2 separate regions of the Mus musculus genome follow, and region 2 is linked to region 1. The links are chromatin contacts, called in public Hi-C maps. All regions are on one chromosome and are shown on one strand. The core of a region is the stretch at or near the end of the contact, and the rest is flanking DNA. Distances in the headings are between cores, read along the strand shown. Region 1 overlaps Mrps27 (mitochondrial ribosomal protein S27). Region 2 has its middle 51 kb from the start of Gm24471.

Region 1 (5,453 bases), core at 1,776-4,275:
CCTCTGGTAGAGCAGTCAGTGGTCTTACCCGCTGAGCCATCTCTCCAGCCCCCACCATAACCCTTGTTATAAACACAGGGAACTTACCTATTACATGTGGGTTTGCCTGGACTCTGAACAGCTTCACATACATATTCATCCTTACGGATCTGCAGTCTTTTTGATTTGTAGTGATTATACCATGTCTTTCCTTTGAATACACCAGTTTCAGTGAATTAAGAAACTGTTCTTCTATCTCCTATTGGCTTTAGAACTTCCCTTATAAACAGATCGGATTCATCTTATGGACACAGTAGTTGGTAATTGTCCTCATGTATTCTCATTTTAAACCTTGTCAGAGCAGTTGTTTCAACAGAAAAAGAACAGCTAATTGACACAATTAATCTGTATCTCCATGTCCCTATATTTACCCCCTTTTCTTTTTATCCAAATAAATACTAGACATTTAATACATTTTGTTGATTTGTTTGCTCCTAGTTCCTCCACATTAAGAGTGCATACCAGGCATGGTAGCACACCCTTTTAATTACAGCACTAGGGAGGCACACGCAGGCAGATCTCTGTAAGTTTGGTGCCAGCCTGGACTAGACAGTGCTCCAGGCCAGTCAAGGCTATATATTAAAGACCCTCTCAACAAACAAACCAAACAAACAAAAAGAAAGAATGCATGTGTGGGCTGGAGAGATGACTCAGCAGTTAAGAGCACTGGCCACTCTTGCAGAAATGAAGGCTTGGATCACAGCATCAAACATGGCAGCTCATACCCATCAATAACTCCAGACTGTTTTAGAACAGTTCCCTTTAATACTAACAAAAGGGGATCCGATACACTTTTGTGGCCTCTGTGGGTACCAGGCACGCACGCGGTGCACATACATACTCGTAGGCAAAGCACTCATTCACAAACTACATCTTAAACCACATGGAGATGTAAATGTGTGCACACATGAGGCAAACATAGCATGGGAAGACCTATTTAGACTTTTTAAAAGAACTTTGATAAAGCAGAGCCAGATTAGAATATCCATATTATCTAAGGAAAAGACTACATTAAAAACTATAGCCAGCAAGACAAGATATTTGTATACCAAATAAAGCAAAACGGAGATCAATAGAACAAAAAGTCATATGAAAATTATTACCAAGAGGTTCAGGGCAATGTGAAAAGAGTGTTGTGCTTACAGTAAATGGCCTGGATAAAATTAGGTGTTTTAATGAAAAAAAGGAAGGAAGGAAGGAGGGAGGGAGGGAGGGAGGGAGGGAGGGAGGGAGGGAGGGAGGGAGGGAGGGGAAAAAAATAAGACTTTGAGCCTTATCTTCTATCCTGTGTAAAAACAAACAAAACTTTAAAAAACAAAGCAAGCAAGCAAACAAACAAACAAAAAGCCCTTAACTATTTATAAACATAACTCTAGAACCTAAAATTATAAAATTCTCAAGTAAAATATCAGAGAAAATTATCTATGGTGTTCAGTTGGTAGAGATGTCTTAGAAGACACCAAAACCAACAACAACAAATCCAGGAAGAACTGGATTTCCATCAAAGGTAAAACCTCACTTTTGAAAAATAAAGTAAGTGAATGAAAATATAATACTCAGAAAAAGAGTTTTCAAATTCAGTAAAAAGAAACCAACCACCAAGACGGCAGAAAATCTGAACATTTGTCAAAGGACAATCATAAGGCAATTGCAAGTTTAAACCAAAATCAAAACACATCAATTTAGCTTAATGTGTCAGATGAAGTGCAGAGGAATGAGAGTCCGCTGGGATTATAAAATGGGCTGAGTACTTTGTAACAACTATCAAGTTCTTTAAAAGTTAAATATATCAGAGCTGGAGAGATGGCTCAGCGGTTAAGAGCACTGTGTTCTTCCAGAAGTCCTGAGTTCAATTCCCAGCAACCACATGGTGGCTCACAACCATCTGTAATGGGATCGGATGCCCTCTTCTGGTGTGTCTGGCGACAGCTACAGTGTACTTATATACATAAAATACATCTTTTTAAAAATCTTAAACATGTATCTTCTATATGTTCCAGCAACTCTACTACAAATTTACCCCAGAGAAAGAAAGGACACTATACAAAGATGGACACACAGGTGTTCTTAGTAGCTGGACTGCTATGGCTGCTAGAGCAGAGCCCTCATGGGTGCCAAGTCATCTCCCCATTGTAATAGAGATGGTGGCAATCACGCAGACCACTCCGGGAATGGTAAGCCACAGCTAGGCGAGTATATGAGCTGTATTCCTGTTACAGCTCCAGGCTAAAAGATCAGGGGGGAGAAGAGTAGACTCAGGAGTAGTAGAGGCCAATGCTCTCGCTCTTCTCACCAAGCCCTCATGAGCATCTGGTGAGGCATGAACCAAGTTGGCCCATTTGCTCTTGTCTAGTACAGAGCGCTGACTATAGTTAAGAGTCTTCCCAGGCTTTCGGTGAGGATGGGTAAATAAAGACAGCCACAGCAGCAGCCGGGTTAGAGCGCTGTCCCTGAAAGTAGTTAAGGGAACTGTTCCTGAAAACACTCTAGGAACTGTTTGCTGCCCTTTGACCTTTAGACATAAAAAAAAAAAAAAAAAGTTGGAGTTTCATAGAGACCAAACAATATGGGTTGGTTTGGGTTTTTTTGTTTGTTTTTTGTTTTGAGACAGGGTGACAGGGTTTGTCTGTATAGCCCTGGCTGTCCTGGAACTCACTCTGTAGACCAGGCTAGCCTCGAACTACCCGGCTCCAAGCAATATGTTAACAGAAAAATTTAAGATAGTTGTTGAACAAAATCTCTAAGACCTCAAAAAGCTATTCCTGTGCAAGCCTGCATGCAGCTCACTCCTAAGGAGCCCTGACTTTCCCTCTCCCCGCTGGCACAAACATCTGTACAACTCCACCTTCCAAGGATCCGCCACAGTATTTATGAACACTGAAAAATGAAGCGATTTTGGTCCTTCGGTGGGCTGCCAAGCTAGGACCTGGAGACACACAGGCTGCCATCTGTCCCTTCCCAGCTGCTCCCGACCTGTCATCCGTCTCCACCCAGGGACTCCTGTTATCTAAGCAACGATGAAGGACGCCTGAGGCCGCGATACAGCAGCCTCCCTCTCATTACTGGGTGGCACGTTGCTCTCCGTGACCACACAGAGGTCCAATTCTGAGACAAGGATCCTCTCCTGGAGCTCTGCAGCCTTTTCTATAGTGACAGCAGATTCAACATTCTCCATGCTGCTCTCCAGAAACCACAGGCCACTTTAGAACTGTAAGCTCTCAGTAGAGAATCTGTTGTATAATTGGAGATTCCTGTCACCCTTCAGGAATGACTGTTAATGCTGCAGATTAAATAACCACTTATGATCACTGATGCTTCTAAGTAACGGGAACAAGTTTCATTTCACCACCACAGTCCCCCAAACGATGCAGAAGCCTAAGTGAGCTTTTGCAAATATCCTCACTAAAGAGGTCACCAAAAAGGAGGGCAGAAGTGTCACGGCTAGAGCTGCATGCTGTTAGCGTAGCCATCAAATGCTAACATGGGAACATCAAAAGCTCACTGTCACAATACAGATAGTGGCTTTTGTCGATGGCGTGTTTTTTCCTATGGCATGTACATCTGTAGTTTTGTCTCCTAAAAATGGAGACACATTCGGCCTCCATGTTCACTTCTCTAAGTGTGGACGGTAAGCATGGAGGGGGTATGTGTCCAGCTCAGAACCCGATTAGCAGGCCCAGGAAAGGTGGTCTCCAAAATGGAAAAGGCATGTTCACTGTATGAAACTTTATGGGCGCTCATCAGTGTTCCAAAGGAGATAAAGAACACTACAGTTCTCAGAATAAACAGTGGAGTAGTCCACAGACTCCCAACGCTCCAGGCACTTCCTTTTATCTGTAATCCTAACTTCCCCATCACTCTGCACTCTGTATCACACTCTTGAATCCTTCTCCCACAGTTCCCTTAAGAGCAGTTATACCCCAGCCTGGTCCTTCACGATAGGCTTGCTCTGGGAGACCTGCTCAGGACAGGCAGCACCTTGCCCTCTCACACCTTGCTCACCGCTTAGGCAATCTCAGTCTTAGACTGTCAGTCAAACAGAGCCACAAAGCTCACGCTTACGAACCCTGTAGGTGACAGACAGTAAAAGCGGGAAGCCTTTTCCCTCTCAAAAGGCAGCAAAACAGTAAGTCGGCAACACAAATCCTCTGCCCAGAAGAAAAAGAAAAGGTTTGTAGCTTTTAGTTATTTTGAAAATGAGCAGAAGGTACGAAAGTTCTTAAGACAGAACAATAAATGTCCTCCCTCTATACTGACCGCTGACCGCCTTTGTGTCAGCTGCTGTTGGCTGACTATCCCTGTATCTTCACCTGCTGATGCGGCTGCAGCTGCTGCCTCACCTCACCACACACTGGGCACTGATGGTGCCAAAATAAAGCAGAAATGTCCCCACCCACCCCACCCCGCCCCCGCCCTATTCTCCAGAGAGTGGCGTGGGGCCTGAAGAATCTTCTTACACCTCAGCTCCAGGGGACTCCCAGTACCTAACCTCTCATTTGGAGGACAGAGTACCTATCGGCCACACACTTGGCCTCCTTCCCAGGGCAAGCTGGCATAAGGAAAGAGCGCGTTTGCATTACGGAACTCAGAGACAGACTGCTTCAGGGGGGCTGGGAAGGAAGCAGGAAGACCAGGCAAAAGAGCCTACTGCTCACAGGCCTGCCTCATAGGGGCCCTGGAGCTTTTGTCATCCTGAGCTCCTGGAGGGGGCCTGTGGATCCCCTCTCCAGACTGGTTTTTCCCAAGTGAAACCAATTACACCGAAAGACAAGTATCAAGATACTAAGAAGTTCCGGATAAGGCAGTCCGCGCTGCGTCCTCAGTGCAGCAGACCCAGAGCAGAAGCAGTCTAACTACTGGCCGCTGTGAACGCAGTTGTAAGGGAGCTGCTACAAATGAAAAGAATCAAGGATTTTAATTGGTGTGAACGACAAATGATGCAAATAGTACAGGCATCTGTCATTTATACTCACAACAGAAGAAAATGCTAGGCATTACTGAGATGCTAAAATGTCATTTTTTATGCTTTCCCAACTTGCAGATCTCTATAAATATTCTTTGCAGACTCCAACATAAAAAGCAGATGGAGGCATGAGCTCTCTGGCAGAGGCAAAGGGCCTGTGGAAGCCCAGTTGGACCTCTCCCTCTCTCTGGTCCTCATCTTCCTCCAGTCAGGCCCCAGGCTTCTCAGAGGGGCTGCAGACCACTCCCAGAGAGAACATATTACACCCTTGAAGAGCAAGCCAAACCACACCCATGCATCAGGTCTGTCTCAGGTCCCTCTTCCTGGGTCAGTTTCTCTTTTGAATGCCTTACTTCAGCTGAAGCTTCAGTTACAACCCCACAGCTGGTGCTCTGAGTCAGCCGGCTTTCCAAGTGCTTGCTGACGGACTCCTGGGCTCAGTTTTAACCTT
Region 2 (5,453 bases), core at 1,411-3,910, 270 kb before region 1:
CAGTAGCCAATGACATCAACTGGGAAGAATCTCAGTGTTTTTCCTGCAGTCAGAGACTGAGTCTTCAGCCTCTCAGTCCTCAGTCCGACCATCATAGATGCTGTCTCGACCCCATCTTATTTCTCTTCCTAACCTGAGAGCATCTTGAGCAGGTGCTCATTTTCACGCCTTTCCCCAGATCTCTAACATTTGTTTCATCGTCTCTTCAATATCTTTACCCTCTGGGGATCATGGCCAAATCACACTGAAAGCTATTGACTACCACAGTCCTATCCGGACAAGCCCAAAGGGAAGTGACCGTGACAGTCCGCACTGGACATTGCTATTGGCATGGTCTTCCATGCCTAGTATGGTCTGACTCCACCTCCACCCTGCCTCTTTTACTCTCACCACTAACTCATAGCTTTCTGGCCCCCGTTCCCTGGTCAGTGGCTGGCTAGTTCAGACCTGCTAGGCATCAGGGCCTGTCTCTGCTCCCTGAAATAAGGATACTCCCATCTTATTGTTACATATGCTGTCAGTCCTCTGGCCCCAGTGGCTGCTCAGAGGTTCTTCTCCAGGGAGGTCATCAGAGTCATCCAAACCGTCTCTCCTCCACTCCTTCTCTCATGCTCTTGCTTTCTTTGTAGCTCTCTCCCTAGCTGACAAATCACATATCTATTATTTCGTCTTTAATTTTAATTTTAGCTGATTTGAGATAGATTTTGTCTACCCTTTCCAGAGCTCTGTCCCTTACACATTCCCTGAGCTGGCCCCAAAGTGGGCCCCACATGCATGCCCCACCACACCTGGTTTATATGCTACTCAGGGAAGAACCCAGGGATTTATACATCTTAGGTAAGCACTCTACCAACTGTGCCACATCCCTAGTCCTGAGGCCACACACACACATACACATACACACACACACTCACACACACTCACACTCTCATACACACTCACACACACTCTCATACACATAGTCACACACACACTCTCTCACACACTCACACACATACTCACACTCAACACACCTCTCACACACACTCATACACCCACACTCTCACACGCACTCACATACACTGACTCACACATAAACACACACACACACACACACACACACACGAGAGGAGGGCAGAGATTTGAACATTAAGTTCATGTTCTCTTTCTCCCTCTTTGCTTCCCTCCCTCTCTCTCCTTCCCTCTTCCCGTCCCCCTCCAGTTCAGTATACTGTTTTTCACTCAGGCTAATCCCCTGATGATAAGCTAATCACTCAGAAAGGTGTTTTCACTGTGCCCTCCCCACTGGGTCCCTTGTCTCTCCCCTGCAGCTCCCACATATGTGTGTATGTGTCTGAGTGTGTGTCCCTGTGTCCTTTCCTTCTCCACTAAGATCAAAGATTTTTCATAGCAATGACTATTGATTTTATATCTCCTAACCCAAACGCTTAAAGTGCCTGACTCGTGGAGGGGATTCCATAAATATCAGCTGCAACTATACAGCCAGCTAATGGCTGGTAACTGGAGCAGACAGGAGCGTGTTTCCTACAAGGACCCTGCACAGACAAAGGCACAAAGGCACAAGAAACCCAGTGGCGAGGGCACAGTGAAAATGCCTTCCTAAGTGGTTAGCTTATCACCAGGGGCAGCTTAGCCACTGTGAAAAATAAAGTCTATTCAATAGGTGTAATTGCTGTTCACCCCTGTCAACAGCTGGAGTCCCGGTGTCCACACCTTGCCTCACAGCACACAGGCCAGTTTAAATGCCTAAAATACCATGTTAATCTTCCAGAAACTTCTTTATGATGAGATAGAGCCGGGATAAAATTGTGTTAATCTTTAAAACAAGGACAGATGGCAAATTGATACCACTAGGAAGCAATCAGAGGACATAGCACTGGTTGGTAATGTCTAGCAGACAACAGATGCTGCATTCAAGTTTACAGAGAGAAACAAGAAGCAACAGGAAGATCTAACATGCTCCTTTGCTGCAGAGCTCTGGACTCTCCCGGGGAGTCAGGGAAGCAGAAGGCAATGGCAGTTCAACCAATTGTTCTGGGATGCTGGGATCACTCCCTTCTTAAAGCAGAAGAAAATGTAACCAGAGCCGGCCCTTGGGATTGGCCCATGTGACCCAGGCCAGGCAGAGCTCTTGGCGACAGTGTCCCTGATTCTTGGCTTCAAGGTTGTCCACAGTGATTCACATCAGCTTTCTCCTCTACGGACATTTGGTCACTATATAATATATTCCTACTGTGGGTTAAAAGAATCGCCATCCCTCTCTTCTTCCCAGTTCACGGCCCATCTTCCCTCTTCAGTGAGCCTCAACCTCTCTTATTCCAAACACACTGTTGATTTTCAGTAGCTCAGCTCAGAATGAAAGAAAATGTGCTGTGTGGCCAGGGACTTTACACCAGGGTACTGCACCACTCGGCTCTATAGAGATGCTTTCTAAATCAAGCCAGAGTGTTCCCCGGCCTCTGGAACACATCTTTCTGTAGGATAGAGTGCACCTCCTTCCATAGAACCGCAGACGAGAAAGCAGCCATCTTCCACTCGCTGCCTCCAGGCCTCCTGAGGACCCTGATTGTGCCGCTCTGAAGTCTGTTGGCTACAGAGAGGCAGGAAACTGTGGCTCACGCGGAGCATGCTGGGACACTGATGGCTGGGTGGCCCGTGGAGAAACAGGCACCCCGTCAACTCCATCTGTGCGGAACAGTATGTGAGCCCAGCTTGCCCAGGCAGTCTCTGATGAAATGTGAACGCACAGAATTTGGAAGTGTGCCTTACGGTTAATAGCAAATATGTCCTCATCTTGGACAGATGTAAAGGATAAGGTTAATAAAATGTGCTGAGAAAGGAACTCTCTCCAGACCAGCAAACAACAACAACAACAAACCCAAAAAAACGATGGCGATGCACGGCTGGCGCTGGAAGGGAGAGATCGCTGCAATCCAGAGCTGCTGGAAATGTAAACGGAACCACCGCTTTCTTGTAAAAGCTGTTACATTGGAAAGGACACACTTGCTCAGACATGCCCTAGTGAAGGCAGCACATTCCAAACATATCTACGTGTAACTTAGTTTAGTCTCTTCATAGTTTTCTCTAACATCTGAAACGATGTATATAGAGTAAGTTGGAGTCTGCTTCTTTTTATATAAGACTTATGTAGCTCTATCACCACACTATAGTTTACATACACTAGCGTTATCATATACTGTCATCCACTGGCATAGGCTAGCATACTAGTATATACTAATACACACTTATATAGTTCATGCGTACTAATAGTCATTGTTTTTAAGTACACAGTTTGAAGAGTTTTAGAAAAACATATACGTTTTGCAGCCATCCCCATAATTCAGTTCTGAAATACTTCCGTTGTCCTGAAAGACCATAGACAACGAGAGCTACATCTCCTTGTAAGATCCAGTCTATCAACTGCACCCTTTGACGGTACAATGCATTCCCAGTGAGTGCAATAGAAATTACGTTGGATTTATGTGAAGGTTTGCTTTGGTCTCTTCTCTATAACTTTGCTTCATACTACATAAACATCTTTATCGCGCTCTTTTAATTCTTCTTCTATCTCTGAAATATTTTTGGTGTTTACTCTAGAGATTAAACTATGCATTTTTGAATAATTTCTTATATGTATGAATGAGCTTTCGTGTGGTGTGTGTGCATACACACATACCTGTGCGTACATGTGGAGGCCAGAGGAAGCTTCCCTCTCGCCTTGGTCACTTGAGGCAGAGTCTCTCACTGAGCCTGGAACTTGTATGGTTTTTACAGGTTGGGAGCCTATAAACGCCAGTGATTTTTCTATCTCTGTACTCTCCTCAAGTATTAGGTTTATGGGAATGTACAAAACAAAACAAAAACCAGCCCTGATTTGTTACATGGATGCTACAACCTGAGCTCAGGTCTTCGTGGTTATGTAGCAAGCCATCCTAAAATATGTATCTTTATGTTATCATATTCTAAGTCAATATTGATGCATTTTTAATGTGTCGATGCAATATTCTGAAAATATATCTTATATTCCAAGAGAGCAGATCTTTTGTTGGACCTCACAGCCGGAGTTAATAATATACCCTGAAGCCACTTAAGACTTAAGGCTGCCATCCTCCTGTGTACTCAAACTGTTTGTTTAACCTGCCTTTAAGAGGACAATGGAACAGCCAACCTTACTTGCCTTGAAATTCCCATAGAGTTAACTTTTACAACTGAGGCTAATGCACAGCTGTACTCTTAAGTTATGTACTCTTCCATGCCCCTGACCCAGAACAATGCACGTATATCATTTGCTGAAAGGCAGCAAACACAGAAAGTTGAAAGAAATGCCCTAAAATCTACTATAAATGTTGGAAGCAACCATTTATGGATATTGGTTGAAAAACAATGTTACTTGTTAACTGGGTTGTCAAGGGTCAGTTGGAGACACTGACTGAATCCCTCACAAAACTCTGCTAAAGATGGTTGTACGGTGTCCCATTCCTCTCCCTGTGTGATGCTTTCTGTGCTGTTGAATAAATGCAGAGCAAAGCCCTTTGTTAGAGACAGACACACACAACCACAGAGACAGACATACAGCTCATATAACACACAGACACACATACATACACACACACAGAGAAACAGGCACACATAATGGCAGACATGCACACACACAGTGACAAACAGGTTCACCAGACAGCCTTCAAGCAGACACAGATTCAGACTCCTACAATAGACAGACAAGGAGACAAGACCCAAGGAGCATGAAGCAGATAATTCAAATCTAGACTCACACTTGGTTAAAGGACTCCAAAGGGAGTGCTTTTATTTCTTTCCTTAATGCAACACCAGTGCATTACTGGTGACTCGGAGTTAATCGCTAATGTATATAATCTGTGCATTTAACATGCCTCAGTGCGTGCTTTTGTGCTATTGTGTCATGGGTGCTATCCTTTCAGCCAGATGGCTTCCGTGGACATTTCTCATATCACAGGCCTGTCAGCATCGACTTCATGCTTTGCTGGTTTCAAGATATCTGTTTTAATTTTCATTTTGTTTTTTTGAAGAATAATCTCACTATAGAATTTTTAGAGCATTTTTGCGCTCTGTCCAGTGTTCTTTAGACTCCAGTCATGACATTGCTGTCACCATTTTCTGCTTGCAAGGTTTCCTCCCTGTCTTTGGCTTTGAGCAGCTTGGATGAGCTACATCTGGCCAGGGTTATCTTTTTGCCTATGTTACTGAGATGTGTTGACAGTTGTGGATCAGAAATTTAAAGTTTCTTCAAGGTTGGTGGGGGGAGTGGCTCTGTTATTATTTGTTCCGATGTATTTCTGCCTCTTGACTGTTCTGAAATTCTAAAAATGTAAAATTGAAATATTTCATATTCCACTACACATTTATATCAATTTTTCTTCTATCCTTTTTTTCTGTGTTCTTTGAATTTATTTTCAAGTTCACAGGTTTTTTTTTCC

Evidence for each region. Hi-C and Micro-C count contacts between places; a contact is called where the count stands out from the background.
Region 2: a contact with region 1 is called in a Hi-C map of cerebellum, with 2.0 times the contacts expected there. The contact joins two enhancer-like sites. A contact is called at or near these places in 1 of 15 datasets of contacts at CTCF or cohesin (pro-B cells), 2 of 484 Hi-C or Micro-C datasets (cerebellum and granulosa cells) and 3 of 115 datasets of contacts at active chromatin or transcription factors (T-cell acute lymphoblastic leukemia, astrocytes and embryonic stem cells).

What each region holds. Positions count from the first base shown.
Region 1 is chr13:99,366,868-99,372,320 of GRCm38.p6, reverse strand. All of the region lies in intron 4 of Mrps27 (mitochondrial ribosomal protein S27), which reads right to left. Among named protein-coding and RNA genes, the nearest start is that of Mrps27, 25 kb to the right of the region's middle. Within about 2 kb of position 3,025, at least 13 of the 459 cell types and tissues checked have an H3K27ac peak or open chromatin away from gene starts, as enhancers often do. A contact at or near this core is called in cerebellum, where this site is marked.
Region 2 is chr13:99,639,113-99,644,565 of GRCm38.p6, reverse strand. No RefSeq gene overlaps it. Among named protein-coding and RNA genes, the nearest start is that of Gm24471, 51 kb to the left of the region's middle. Within about 2 kb of position 2,660, at least 45 of the 459 cell types and tissues checked have an H3K27ac peak or open chromatin away from gene starts, as enhancers often do. A contact at or near this core is called in cerebellum, where this site is marked.